2 separate regions of the Sus scrofa genome follow, and region 2 is linked to region 1. Evidence: chromatin contacts called from public HiChIP or PLAC-seq data. All regions are on one chromosome and are shown on one strand. The core of a region is the stretch at or near the end of the contact, and the rest is flanking DNA. Distances in the headings are between cores, read along the strand shown. Region 1 overlaps RYR3 (ryanodine receptor 3). Region 2 overlaps RYR3 (ryanodine receptor 3).

Region 1 (6,725 bases), core at 2,415-4,914:
TGACAGCTTGATTCATCCCTTTCTTGGGACTAATGTAGAGTCGTTTTTGTCCGTTCTTCCAGACACCTTGCCCCATGACAATAGCTCCTGGCTTTTCCTTAGAAGCCATGTCACCAGAAAGATCACATTTTATTTGTTTATTTTTATTTTCATCATTTAACTTTTTTTAATTTTTAAATGCTACTTTCCATTTACAATGATTACAGAATATTGACTGTCTCCCCCATGTTACACAATACATCCTGAGCCTATCCTACACCCAGTAGTTTGTACCATCCCCCTATCCTGTTATTGCCTTTCCCACTGGTAACCATTAGTTTGTCCTCTATGTCTGTGAGTCTGCTTCTTTGTTGTTATATTCACTAGTTTGTTGTAATATTTAATATTCCACATGTAAATGATATCATACAGTATTTGCCTTTCTCTGACTTATTTCACTTAGCATATACCCTCCAAGTCCATCCATGATGCTGCAAATGGCAAATTTTTGTTTTTTTAATGACTGAGTAGTATTCCTTGTGTGTGTGTGTGTGTGTGTGTGTGTATGTACCACAAGAAGATTGCATTTTATACATCAGAAAGATTTCCTTATTAGTTATTGAGGTTCCATTTTGCAGTTGAGAAAGCTGAATCCCAGAAAGTTTTGCTGACCAACCCACAGTTTTACTTGGTTAAAATCAAGGACTAAAACTACAGCCTTCTTACTGCTGGATATTCCATCCTACCACCCTAGGCCAGCAAACTAAAGGAGCATCAGCAAGGCCCAGAATAGGAATTTAGAGGATACCTGGTGGGGAAGGGGAAGTCTAGGGAGTACATGCATTCTTTAAATTCATTTCCAAAATGAAATCTTATAGTAGAGATCAAGAGATTTTATGGATGAGGAAGAAAAGCTGGAGAATCAGCCTCTCCTCCAGCCCATGCTATAGACACAGCTGCACTAAAGACTCTGAACAGCTGTAGTGCTCAGGAGGAGGGGTATGGTTAGAGTAACCACCCAGAAGTGATTAGACAGCCAGGTCATAAGCTGCTTCTGGATATTGATTCACCTGCAGTTTTATTATTTATTTACAATTATTTATTATTATGAATTTGTGTTGAATAACTTAAAAGCATAATTCTTTTTATGTTTCATTGTTTCATTGATCTTTGTGCACTGCTGTCCAAAAATGTCGTTGGTGTCTAGTACACAATTGCCCTAAGAAAAGGGCACAGCCCTGTCAGTTGGGTAACTGAAGTACATAGAGACATAGATATAAGAGAAGAAAAAAAAAATAGAAGGCCTGTAGTACACAGAGGAAGAGAGATCCAGTGATTTGGGCTGTCACAAAGCAATCACAAGCAAAAAGACCAAGGGACCACTGTTTAATGTCATTAGAAGGACCTATTTCAAAGAAAGAGTGTACTTAGTAGACATAAAGAAGCACAGAATATTCCTATCAGCTAAAAAAGTCCCTCCACATATATTCCCACTAACCTAGTACCTTCTGAGCATCTTTCCAGCCCATCACGTACATTACTTCACCCCAAGTGTGTTTGTGCATTTGTGTGTTCTTACCCCTGAATTTTCATAGCATTGAAATAAGTAAGTGCTGACATCTCTCTCTGATTCGTACCCTAGAGACATAATGAACAATAAGGTGTTTTACCAGCACCCCAACCTCATGCGAGTCCTTGGCATGCACGAGACAGTGATGGAGGTGATGGTGAACGTGCTGGGCACAGAGAAATCTCAGGTAATGCTCCAAGGAGAATTTAATCAGAACTTGACCCTGGACAGGGGCACGTGAGGTGACCTCTTCACAGCTAGTGCCTGTCGCCTCAGCGATTCTTCCTAGGGAAGGGAAGGGACAAACCTAAACCCAGGAAGGATGCAGGAGATGGGGTCCAGCAAGTGTAAGAGCTCTTCTCATTCATTCCACTGGGCTGCTCAGTCTCCCTCCTCTACTTTGCAGCCCTGCTCCTTCCCAAATGGAATTCCTCCTGGTTCCACTTAGGAGCCTGGTGTGTTTGGTGCCATGTCAGGAGAAGGCTGTTCTACAGTTTTCATAACAGTCCTGGCAATGTTCCCACTGCAGTGTGCATGTTTCCTCTGTGAGCCAAGTTCCCGACATCAGATTTCCTGGCCAGCACCCCCATAAGGAACCTGCTATCTGAGGGGAGTCCTGCTGGCAAGGGGAAGGGAGTGCAGATAGGGCCCACTTATGCATGTGTCCCAAAGTGTATGGGTCCTTCTCAGAGTCAGAGAGCTTCTGAAGGCAGTAGATAAGGTATGTTTTCAAATGTTGGAAATTCCAAAGTGTTGGGTCCTAGGAAAGCAGTTCCACCCGTATTGACAGGCAGGGCTTGTAAGGGAAGAACGAGCCAAGCTCACTTTCCTCCTCACTTGCTTCCTTCTGATCTCTTGGGAAAGGGGACTCTCTCCAGAAGATCCCGGAGCAAATGTCTGGATGCCTCAGCAAGTGGGTAGAATAGCTTTCAGAACCTCCCTTTCTTGGAACACCCTCCATGATTCTCCAGGCAGAAATCAAGGGCTTTCTAGGATCCCGAGCCAAGGTTAACACAGACACCATTTACAGAGCATTATGGAATCAAACATAAGATGTGGTCAGGCCCTGGAGATGCTAATGACTGTGTTAAGCAGAGAAGCGAAGCACTATCCATGGTAATAGAAGTTGGCCTCTCAGTGCTAAATTGTAAGAATCGAGTTACGAATGCTATAGGAGCCATAGGAGAGTAGTTGTCCAGGACAGAAGTAATTGGGGAAGGCTCACAGTCTGAGAGGGTGATGGTCTGGAGGCCTCTACAACTGTAGAGGCCAATCTATACCCAAAGGACTGGGGTTTGATATAGTGCTCAGTCTCATTTGTCTGTGATCACCCATCTCCCTTTCTGTCCACTCCCTTCCAAGTTAGAAACTGTAGTCTGATGGAGGATTGTACAGTTTCTCCTGACACCTAAGGATGACTGGGATTCGGGTTTGACATCTATTTTCTTTTAAAGAAGCATGCTTTGGGAACTGTAATTAGCTCTCAATATTTTTAGAAGCCTCTTCTCAAGTGTGTACTCTCTGTCCCTCATATGAATAAGTCTTGGAACAAACTAGACATAAGGAGACAATTCATTTTCCAAACTGTTCACAGCTTGCAAGACGTCAACTTAAGACTCTTGGAAATCAGCCTTTCCAGAAAGGCCTCACGATAGATTCTTTTCCTTGGCACTTTCTACTCCTCCCTACAGATTGCCTTTCCAAAGATGGTTGCTAGCTGTTGCCGCTTCCTTTGCTACTTCTGTCGAATCAGCCGGCAAAATCAGAAGGCCATGTTCGAGCACCTGAGTTACCTGCTGGAGAATAGCAGTGTTGGCCTAGGTAGGTCGCGTTCTAATTCTGCATTTGGCTCAGAGGTTACTCTCCCCCTGCTGACCACTTGGGCGGTAAAGGGAAAGTCACATGCATGCTATGGTATTTTAAAATGTAAGAGGGAACCCTGCCTGATCTAAAAACAGGTGAGATAATAATACCCTCTCTTTGCTCTCCAACCCAAGTAGAGAAGTTGCTACCAGCCAGCTCTGGCGACAGATTTGTGTTGGCATGGTCACACAGTTTTGCCTCCTCTCTCTGGGGACCAGTGGCTCACAGTTTGTGAAATGCTGCCTGAGACTGGATAGAGTCTGGAGACACAGCTCCTCCCAGCATATTCAGCTGACCAGGGAGCCGTGCTAATGAGACCAAGGTCATGGGTCCAATCCCTTCTCGACGGGCTGGCTGCAGGCTGCATGTCTGCCTCATCGGCCAACCAGCCAGTGCTTTCATAGCTGCCAAGCAAACTGGCCAAGAGCAACCATGGATAGTGTAAATCCATCACCACAACTAGAAAATCAATGCACGCATATGCCTTACTCACGGTTTTGGATGTAAACCGGATGTATTTGTAGAAGATTCAAATGCACACATTATGTGCACATGAATCTGCAGCCTCGGGTTTCCTGTTTCTCAGGTGCAAGCTTAGGCTACCAACCTTTTTGTAAGATTCCTACCTGGAGTTTTTCTCACTTCTAGCCTAAGAACCCAATAATGGAAAAATGAAAGACAGCATTGGTGACCTGATGTAACCATATGCGCTAATGCTGTTTGAAGCTAATTTTAAACTCTAAGTGGTAACCCCAGAAACAGCCAACTTAGGTAAGCTTAGCTGGTCAAGTGACATCTGAGACTTGTGAATGAAATGCAGGCCCAAGAACTTTCGTGTTAGAAAAGCACTTTAAAATACATAGTCCCAGCTGATCCTGTGAACTGATTTTCTAACTTAAGCCATATTCACAATCAGTAATGAGTGTGGGGACCAAGGATCTCAATCAGAGCGTTTCTTAAATTGGATGGGTAGCCCCCGCCCCCTCAGAAAACCTGCGATGTGACCCAAGTTTTGTGTTTGCTGCCCTCTCCTGACCATTGTTGGGCACTGCAACCTCAGCTCAGCACTGAGTGGCCTTTTTCTCCCTTCCCTCCTCCTTCTTCAGCCTCCCCTTCGATGAGAGGATCCACCCCACTGGATGTGGCTGCTTCCTCTGTGATGGACAACAACGAGTTAGCTCTGGGCTTGGAGGAGCCAGACCTCGAGAAGGTAACTGGCCCTGGGGAGACACTGTGCCTGTAGCACAGCCAGGCCAAGGAGAAGCTGACCAGAGGCTGGGTCTCCATCAGAGCCTCTTTAGCTTAGGACCAGAGCATCTTCTGTGGGCTCACCAGCTCCACTGGCCTGGACATGTGGACAGGTGTTCTTTGTGTGTGACAGCCCAGACTCTCTGGTTTACATGGAACCCTATCAGAGACCTGTGGTTCCTGATAAAGTTCTGGGGCACCGAATTTTAGGTTTATGCACTAAAAGGAAAGAGCCATGACAGAAGACTGTAAACTCAGTGTAAATGTAAAGAATACCTCCATGTGTCCTCTCTGTGGACAGTGAGACAGAACTGAGCTACCGTACATCGGAGCTGTGAGCTGCACTCCTGCTGGTGGTGGTGACCGAAGGGGCGTGCCTTGCCTACCTCTTTGCCCATCTTTTTGTTAGTTCCCAGGCTAGGGGTCATATCAGAGCTATGCTGCCGGCCTACGCCGCAGCCACAACAACACAGGATCCAAGCCATGTCTGCAACCTCCACCACAGCTCACGACAATGCCGGATCCTTATCCCACTGAGCAAGGCCAGGGATCAAACCCATATCCTCATAGATCCTAGTCAGATTCATTTCTGCTGTGCCACAACAGGAACTCCTTGGGACTGTTGCCTTGACGGGATGGCTGATGAGATTGGCTGGCAGTGTGCTTTCTGAGTGTGGAGAAGAGCAATCTAATGGGAGTTGGGGAGGGTGAGGAAAAGGTCACCCACTGTGTGGTGGGTTTGGGGGTGCATCAGAGAGGTCACATGACCTTGACAAGGGGATCAGGAAAGGTGCTCAGCAAAGACATGACCCGGAAGGTAGGCAGAGCTACTCAGGCACATTGTGGGGAAGCCTGTGCCAGGTGTGTTTGAAGTTCAGGGAGGAGAGTGGTGTGCTTGAAATTCCGGAAGTTGGATGTGACCAGGGCCCTGAGTGTTTGCAGGGAGTGGCAAGCAGTGAGGACGAGTGGAAAGGAATGGTTCTTACGCTACTGCTACTGTTAATAACACAAGTCCACACTCCTATGGAAGCACTGTGCCTGGCCCCACTTGAAATGAACTCACATGACCCTCAGGACAAGCCTTTTTATTGTTGCCCCTGTTAAAGGATAGGAAACTGAGACCCAGAGAGAGTAGGTGACACCTCAGTGTCCAGAGTGTGTAAGTGTCAGGCCAGGCCTCAGAGGAATTGGGCTCCGAGGCCGTGCTCTCACCTATTAGATTATGGGAGCTCATTGTAGAGCCAAGAGCCATGGAAACCCCTGGAGGCTTTAAGCGGAGGAACAGCACAACACAATCTGTATGTTGGAAAACATGTCCTGGTTTCATTAAGAACTGGTTGGAAAAGAAACAAGACAACATCCCCCCATACACACAGGGACTTAGGTGCCCAGCAGCATATTGCATGATTGCCATTCCATGAATGCCCAGTATTCCTGGACTCTGCCGCTGGTGGGTCAGTCAAACTCACTATTCATACACTTCAACAGCAATAAGCATCACAGTGTTTGTTCAGGTGTTGTGATGCTAACCAGCACCTGCATTTAAAAGTAGTTAATGGTTCTCTTACAACAAGGCAGGGCCACCGGGGCTCCGTGCTCACCACCCCACCCTCAGCCCCAGATCAGCTGTGCACGTGACACGGCTGGACCAGGACCTTGAGCTCCCTCCACAGATGCAAGATTTGTTAAGTGGAGGCTTGGGAGGCTGGGAGAGGGATGATGGCGGGTTGCTGCTGCCTTTGCAAGTGGCTCAGCACAGTGCACAGAATTTATTCAGACCAGTGTCAGGAAGCAACCTGAGTGTGGTGCCTGGAGGGAGAAGAGGCAGGACCAGTGAAGGCTGCTATTCCGCCTTTCTGTCCATCACAACAGAAGTCACGCCTGAGACTGAACAACAATATGCATGCACGTGCATGCACATACGCACACACACACATGCACACACATGAGAGACACAAGCACTTATTTTTGTGGCCAGTGAAATGTCCTATGTCCTGCACCCATAACCTTGAAAACTGCCTAATTCCTGCCTATCAATGTTTTTCCTGGCAATTTTTTTTTTTTT
Region 2 (6,725 bases), core at 3,002-5,501, 310 kb before region 1:
GAGGTCGTCTTTCTTAGGTGGAAAATGAAACAAGGCCTAAAAGGACACTGACTCCTTCTTATCAAACCCATGCAAGGGATGAGTTTCCAAAGACAAAGATGGCCCAAGGCCACAGACTGCATGGCTCAACAAAACAACCCCTGTCTATAAAAAACCAAGCACTCCCCTGCAGCAGGGGAGCCTGAGTCTCACATGCTCAAAGCTCCTGACCACTTTGTTGGTCAATAAACTCTGCTTGCCATCTCATTGCCCTATCCTCTGCCTCCTTCTTCCCCGCCATTCTAAAAATTTTATTTCTCTACTCCAGCTGTGCTCAGCTCCTTCAACTAACTTTTTCCTTGAGGTGTCAGAGAGAAACAAGGCCTAGTTTACTTGGCCTAACAAGTCCCAGCTGTTCCTATGTACCTCCTGCCTCAAGGCATTGGATATTTAGTCCCTTCTGTCTTGTTTGAAGGCTACTCCCTGGATGATTATCCCTCTAATCTCTCTACCCTATTCCATTTGAGGGCCAAGCAGGCTCCTGTGGCTAGGGAAGCCCCTGAGGCAAAGAGGAGAAAATACCTATAATAGCAAGGCGTCAGCCTCTACTGGAATGATGTTGAGGGGATGTGGTGATGGGTCACCAACAGATTTTGTGGCAGAAACCAACTGGATGAAATTGAAACAAGGAGAATCTCTAATTGTGTCCAATGGTGAAAACAAAAGGAAAAAAAAAAAAACTCAACATATGCAATTGTTATTATTGTTCAAGTATATTTGAGAAGGATGGGGGCCAGTGAATTGCACATGAAGCTAACATACAGCATATGTATAGCTGCGGCCGTAGGAAAACTTATATTGCCTATAGAATTGGAAACTCTGAAAACAGTTCTTCTAAGCTCCCTGAATGAGTGGCTGGGACCATCTCACCTCTGTCCCACGGAGCCATCTTTATTCAGAGAGATACTGTCAACAGGGTTTAAGTGTGTTTTGTAATTGCTTGAACAATTTTAGGAAAGAGTCCTCCTAGGTGGGTATTAACAGGTAGAATCTAATAACTGATCTGACTTTAACAAGCAACTGACTCATCCCTGGACTGGGTTTTGGGCCCCAATCATTACTTGTTCTCAGAATGTCAGCATAAATATTCAGTGAACTTTCTCCACACCTACCGATTTTCCCTTCAGGAAGTGGTTCTCTTTCTATAACAAGGTTGTTAAAAAGATCTCCGGAACCTTGCTGAGAACATGTGTAAAGTTTTTTTGAAGATGCTTGTTTTGTTTGTTTGTTTGTTTTTGTTTTTGCTTTTTAGGGCCACATGTGCAGCATATGAGGCTAGGGATCAAACTGGAGCAATAGCCACTGGCCTACTCCACAGCCACAGCAATGCCAGATCCGAGATGTGTCTGTGACCTATATACATCACAGCTCATGGCAATGCTGGCTCCCTGACCCCTGAGCAAGTCCAGGGATTGAACCCTCATCCTTGTGGATACTAGTTGGATTAGTTTCCACTTTACCATATTGAGAACTCCCCCTTTCCTTTTTTTATCATAAGAAATATATATATATATTTTATCCATCCAAAATATAGGTTTGCATCTACTAAGCCCAAACTCTCAGTCCATCTCTCTCTCTCCCCCTCCCCCTTGGCAACCACAAGTCTCTTCTCCATGTCTGTGAGTCTGATTCTGTTCTGTGGCTAGGTTCATCTATACTGTATTTTAGATTCCATGTATAGGTGATATCATATGATATTTGTCTATCTCTTTCTGACTTACCGCACTTAGTATGAGAATCTCTGATATTATTTAGCTTTCTGAAGAACCCTTCCAGACTGTTTTCCATAGTGGCTGTACCAATTTATATTCCCACCAACAGTGGAAGAGGGTATCCTTTTCTCCATACCCTCTGCAACATTTGTTATTTGTAGTCTTATTAATGATGGCCATTCTGACTGGTGTGAGGTGGTATCTCATAGTAGTTTTGATTTGCATTTCTCTAATAATTAGTGATATTGAACTTTTTTCTTGTGCCTGTTGGCCATCCATACGTCTTCTTTAGAGAAATGTCTGTTTATGTCTTCTGTCCATTCTTCAGTTGGGTTGTTTTCTTGCTGTTGAGTTGTATGAGTTTGTATATTTTAGAGATTAAGTCCTTGTCACTTATATTGTTTACAACTATTATCTCCCATTCTATAGGTTGTCTTTTCATTTTTTTATGGTTTCTTTTGCTGAAGATGCAACATTTTTATGCCATTTCTGGGAATCAGGTGAGAAGGAACCATATATTTAAAAATAAAGGATGAAAATAGAAAAAGTTGATTATTTTTTAGGAAAGGAAGCAGTTTTATGTTCTGTGAGCCTTAATAATGAGCCCCCTCAACTCATTATAGTTGGGGAGCAAGATGAGAAACATTCAACACCACGGGGTGACTGTTGGGTAGGACTCTGGATTAGGGACTCTCCATCATGTATTTTAGGCACATTGCCAGTGTAATAGCTCTCAGAACTTCTGTTGGATGCTGATTTGGAATTCTAAACCAGACACACTCACAGTCTCGGATCCCTGGACCACATCATGGCACTTCCTGCTGTCTTTCCTGATCTATCCCAAGGACAGAGCATAAGCACCCTGAGAAAGGACTATATGCCTGTCCCAGTGTTAGGTGCTCTACAATATAGTACCTCACTTGACGCTTCCAGTAGCCCCGTGACCTAGACTTTGCAATCCTCTTTTCAGATGAGGAAGCTGAAACAGAGAAACAAAGCATGTTTCCTGAGGTCAGCCAACTAGTAAGTGGCAGGACCAGATTCTCATGTGTCTAGTTGCAAAGTTTGTGCCACCCCATGAGGCACAGGTGACCTCTCTCTTCTCATATGACCTTGGGAAATCAGTTGAAGTGTTATCCTCGTTTCTCACGGGGAATGTAGGAGGCCACACATTTAACACTGCCTGGCAGTGTCTCCTACCCAGAACAAAATAGCCCTTTGTATTCACATGGTGGCAGCCCTCCTATGGGCTGAGAAGGTGGGGGAGGGAGCAAGGCATTGCAGAATACAGCCCTCTCAGTAGGTTTCAACATTGTTTAAGATATTTTCCATGGAGCCCAAAAGAGAGATGGGAGAAGCGGACTATCAGAGCATGTAGAAATCTGAATCCAGTGGTCAGAGAAACAGAAAGGATTTACATTTCACTGTCCAACTTTCCCTCTCATTTTGATTGGCCCAGATTTCAGATGTTTTGATTTTTAGGCCTGGGGGGGGGTGTATGAGACACCTTGTTTTTTTCCATCATGTTGAGTCACAAGTCATCACTTTGGCTGCCGAGCTGATTTTCCCCTCAGTATCTCTTTGGAGTGTTATCCTGTGAAGAGAACTGTAATTTCAGTGGAAGAATTCTTTCCTTCATTGCATGAGATTCTTGGCTGAGGCCACAAGCTGATTTGATTCTGAAACGATGTCATATAGAAAAGCTTATCTTTGAATCTCTGGGGCTTTTAGCAACCGAAAGATGCCGACTCTGTTTTTCACAAGTCAAGCTAATTTCCAAATAATGTAGCAACAGTTTGGGCAGTAATGAGAGGGAGGGAAATTGATTCTGAAAGCCAATTCTGAGAGATGAATGAAGAAAAATTTGGAAATTTGAAAGGGAGGGAGAGTCAGATTGGTATATAGTACAGCAGGAGTTATGAGAATTTTTTTTTTTTTAATATGGATGCCTTGGTCCCTAGAGTTCTGGTTTCATTGGTATACCATGGAGTGCAGCTTGGGCACTGGGGTTGTACAAGGCCAAAATGTGAGAACCACTAGATGAAAGAGAAATGTGTATTCTTCCCAGGATTGGGATGTCAAGGTAATTTTTAGAGGAAAAACGAGATTTGATCAAATTCGCAAAGAAGGCAGTTATAAGGTCTGAGAAATGAGTGTCCGCCCTCATAGCTGTGCACACATCAAGGTGTCACTTTCCATATTGGTCACAAACGTGGGGGTCTGGCTGGCTGGATCCATTAGCTCAAGCAGTAGACTGGGGATGGAAAGGGACTTCAAATTCAAAGATGATGTATTTTCTTAGCCATGCCTCCTGGAGCCCTGCTTTACTTGTGACAGCTTCTTTCAAAATGGAACCCATCCAGGGCCCTTTTATCTCCAATACCATCTGCATAATGCAATGCACAGAAGTTGTTTGACACTGGGCATTTCTAAATGTCAGACTAGCTCTCAGCTGACTGACAGGCACACCAGAGAGACAGGCAGAGCATAAAATTTGAGCTGGTGATAAAATCCGTGTAGGACCCAGTGACTGACAGGCTGCCAGGGACACAGGCAGGAGCTCTGCTAAGTTCCTCCCCAGAAGCTGGATCCCCACGTTTGTCAGACATCCTAGAAGTCATATCTGGCTGCTCCATGCAGTGACGAACGTGGACCTGCGGATCCTGCCTGTTAAGTCTTCTCTAGTTAGCAGAGTGATTTATCTTGGGGACCTCTCACCTAGGAATTGAGTTCGGATCCGTCCCACTGAGCTCGTGCCCTGGGGAGGTCTGGCCTGATTGAGTGGGTGAGAGGCTCTGTCCACCTGTCATTCAGAGACACAGACGTTTTGGATTCATGATTTTGTCTTGGTGTCTGAAGAGTGGTGGGTGGTGTCTGATGTTATCTTGTATTCATTGGTGGGCCCACTTGGGAAATTCTGAAAGCTGGATATATTCTAACCCAAAATGACATGCCTCCCTGAAGGAGCCCATTGTGGGCCTTGTTGGGACTGTTCTCATTTAGATTAAAAGTTGGAAAGTACATCCAGTCTGTCTGGGTGGGAGTGGAGCATCCCCCAATCCCTTGTGGCTGACACCTTGGTGACAGTCATGGCTTTCACCTCAGTGGTCTTCTCCTGGCCTCTGCCCACCTGCGAGCCACATCACCTGCTTGTTGGTAAAGCAGCAGGACATTATCACAAGCTCTCTAACCTTTCCACTCCTCTTTCTCTAGATCAGAGCTCTCAAACCCATATCACATGGCCACACAGATGGCACAGGAGTGAGACAGGCTGGGGTAAGAGACACGGGGAGTGCTGGCCACTGTGGCAAAGTGGGGAACAGGTGACCCATCTACGGGGAACACCTGCCGCTTAGCTCCAGCTAGTTGCCAAGAAGAAACTTGAGACCCAAGAGTTTCAGCACCTGTAAATACTTACAGAACATTATCTGAAATCTCTTGATTTTATATGTTGACAACAAATTAATATTTTTAAGAGCCTGAGAGAGACAAAAACTTCTACATGCTAGGTAGGGTCTGGGGCTGCCATTTCTAGTCATTTTCAGAAGCAACCTCTTTCTGTGCTGTCGGATCTCTCTAGCCCCCACCCCTGCCTCTCCCAGCCTCTCAATCGTACATGAGCATGTAGAAGTGATCTAGCCCTGATCTCGGCTCACTGTTGTCAGTGAGATAACAGATGACCTAAGTCTGGAGCCCTGGGGAGTTGTTTACCTTTCACCCACAGATAGCTCATCCCATAGGAAAGAAGAATTAGAGAGGCACCTTCCTCCTTCCACCTCCTTTATAGGCTTTGAAACACAACCTGTGTCTTTACTTCCTTGGTCAAGAAACTACACCAGGAGTTCCTGTTATGGCTCAGCAGGTTGAAAACTCAACTAGTGTCCATGAAGATGTGGGTTTGATCCCTGGCCTTGCTCAGTGGGTTAAGGATCTGACATTGCCACAGGCTGCAGCATAGGTCATAGATGTGGCTCAGATCTGGTGTTGCCATGGCTGTGGTGTAGGCCGGCAGCTGCAGCTCCAATTTGAGCCCTAGCCTAAGCTTCCATATACTACATGTGTGGCCCTAAAAATAAAAAAATAAGCCAGGTATACTTTGTTAATACTACTATGATAAGGCAAGGAACAATCTCTGGAGAGGAACTGGAGCCTATATATTCCCAGAGAAGGGAGCAGAATGCATTTGATTTTTGTGATATTTCAAAAGCCTGGTGTATCTAATATCTATATAGTAACCTATTCTTTTTCTAGTGTCCAATCAAGATAAAATATTCAGTTCAGGGATCCTTAAAGAATGATCCTTTATGGATGTAAAGTACCCTTAAATAAAATGTATGGCAAATACGCAATGTTTGCAAAAACTATTGAGGAACTGCCATTTTCATAAAGACTTTTTTCAAAGTGTATGTAGATCACGAAATGTCAGTGGTCAGAGCACAGTTGCTAAGGTTAGTTATTAGAAGCTGTCAAGTGTTTGTGGGTATCAGGTATACTACACCTGTTGGTGTAGTAGCAAGGGGAAGAGTTTGTGACTTTGTAATATCCATACTGTCCAGAACATAAGTAGTAGACACAGGGAATGGTGTCTGGTAGCCTCAAAGTTTGAAAATTGGGGATCTGAGTCAAAATTAGGTCACCAAAAATTTGGGTTGCACTAAAATGTGCTATCCTGATACAATGCCTTCAAACGGCAAATGGACCTATTCTAGTTTCACTTTGTGTAAAAACAGGTGCGTGGGATTTCCAGAAGGATTGTCCCGTGCTTTTTTTACCCAGGCAGGGAAGTCTTTGGTGGGATTCCATGGGAATGAGTTGCTGTTGTGAGGACATTGAGCACAAAGGTGGGCAGAGACCTGGAGCTGAGTGGTGATGGATGACATGGACCCCGGGGGCAGAGTTGAGCTATTCACCTGGCCCTGGGGAGAGTGGGGCCCTGACTTGGAGGAGCTCACTAACCTGGAGGAAGTGGGTATC

What was found. HiChIP or PLAC-seq counts read pairs in DNA pulled down with a chosen protein or histone mark.
Region 2: a contact with region 1 is called in an H3K27ac HiChIP or PLAC-seq map of skeletal muscle, with 8 times the contacts expected there. The contact joins two enhancer-like sites. A contact is called at or near these places in 1 of 47 Hi-C or Micro-C datasets (skeletal muscle) and 1 of 2 datasets of contacts at active chromatin or transcription factors (skeletal muscle).

Annotation. Positions count from the first base shown.
Region 1 is chr7:80,799,755-80,806,479 of Sscrofa11.1, reverse strand. RYR3 (ryanodine receptor 3) reads left to right here. Exons shown (of 106, transcript XM_021099907.1): 41 at 1,622-1,736; 42 at 3,241-3,370; 43 at 4,519-4,622. Among named protein-coding and RNA genes, the nearest start is that of AVEN, 360 kb to the right of the region's middle. Within about 2 kb of position 3,664, at least 4 of the 83 cell types and tissues checked have an H3K27ac peak or open chromatin away from gene starts, as enhancers often do. A contact at or near this core is called in skeletal muscle, where this site is marked.
Region 2 is chr7:81,110,012-81,116,736 of Sscrofa11.1, reverse strand. The region is part of intron 1 of RYR3 (ryanodine receptor 3); the gene reads left to right. Among named protein-coding and RNA genes, the nearest start is that of RYR3, 95 kb to the left of the region's middle. Within about 2 kb of position 4,251, at least 6 of the 83 cell types and tissues checked have an H3K27ac peak or open chromatin away from gene starts, as enhancers often do. A contact at or near this core is called in skeletal muscle, where this site is marked.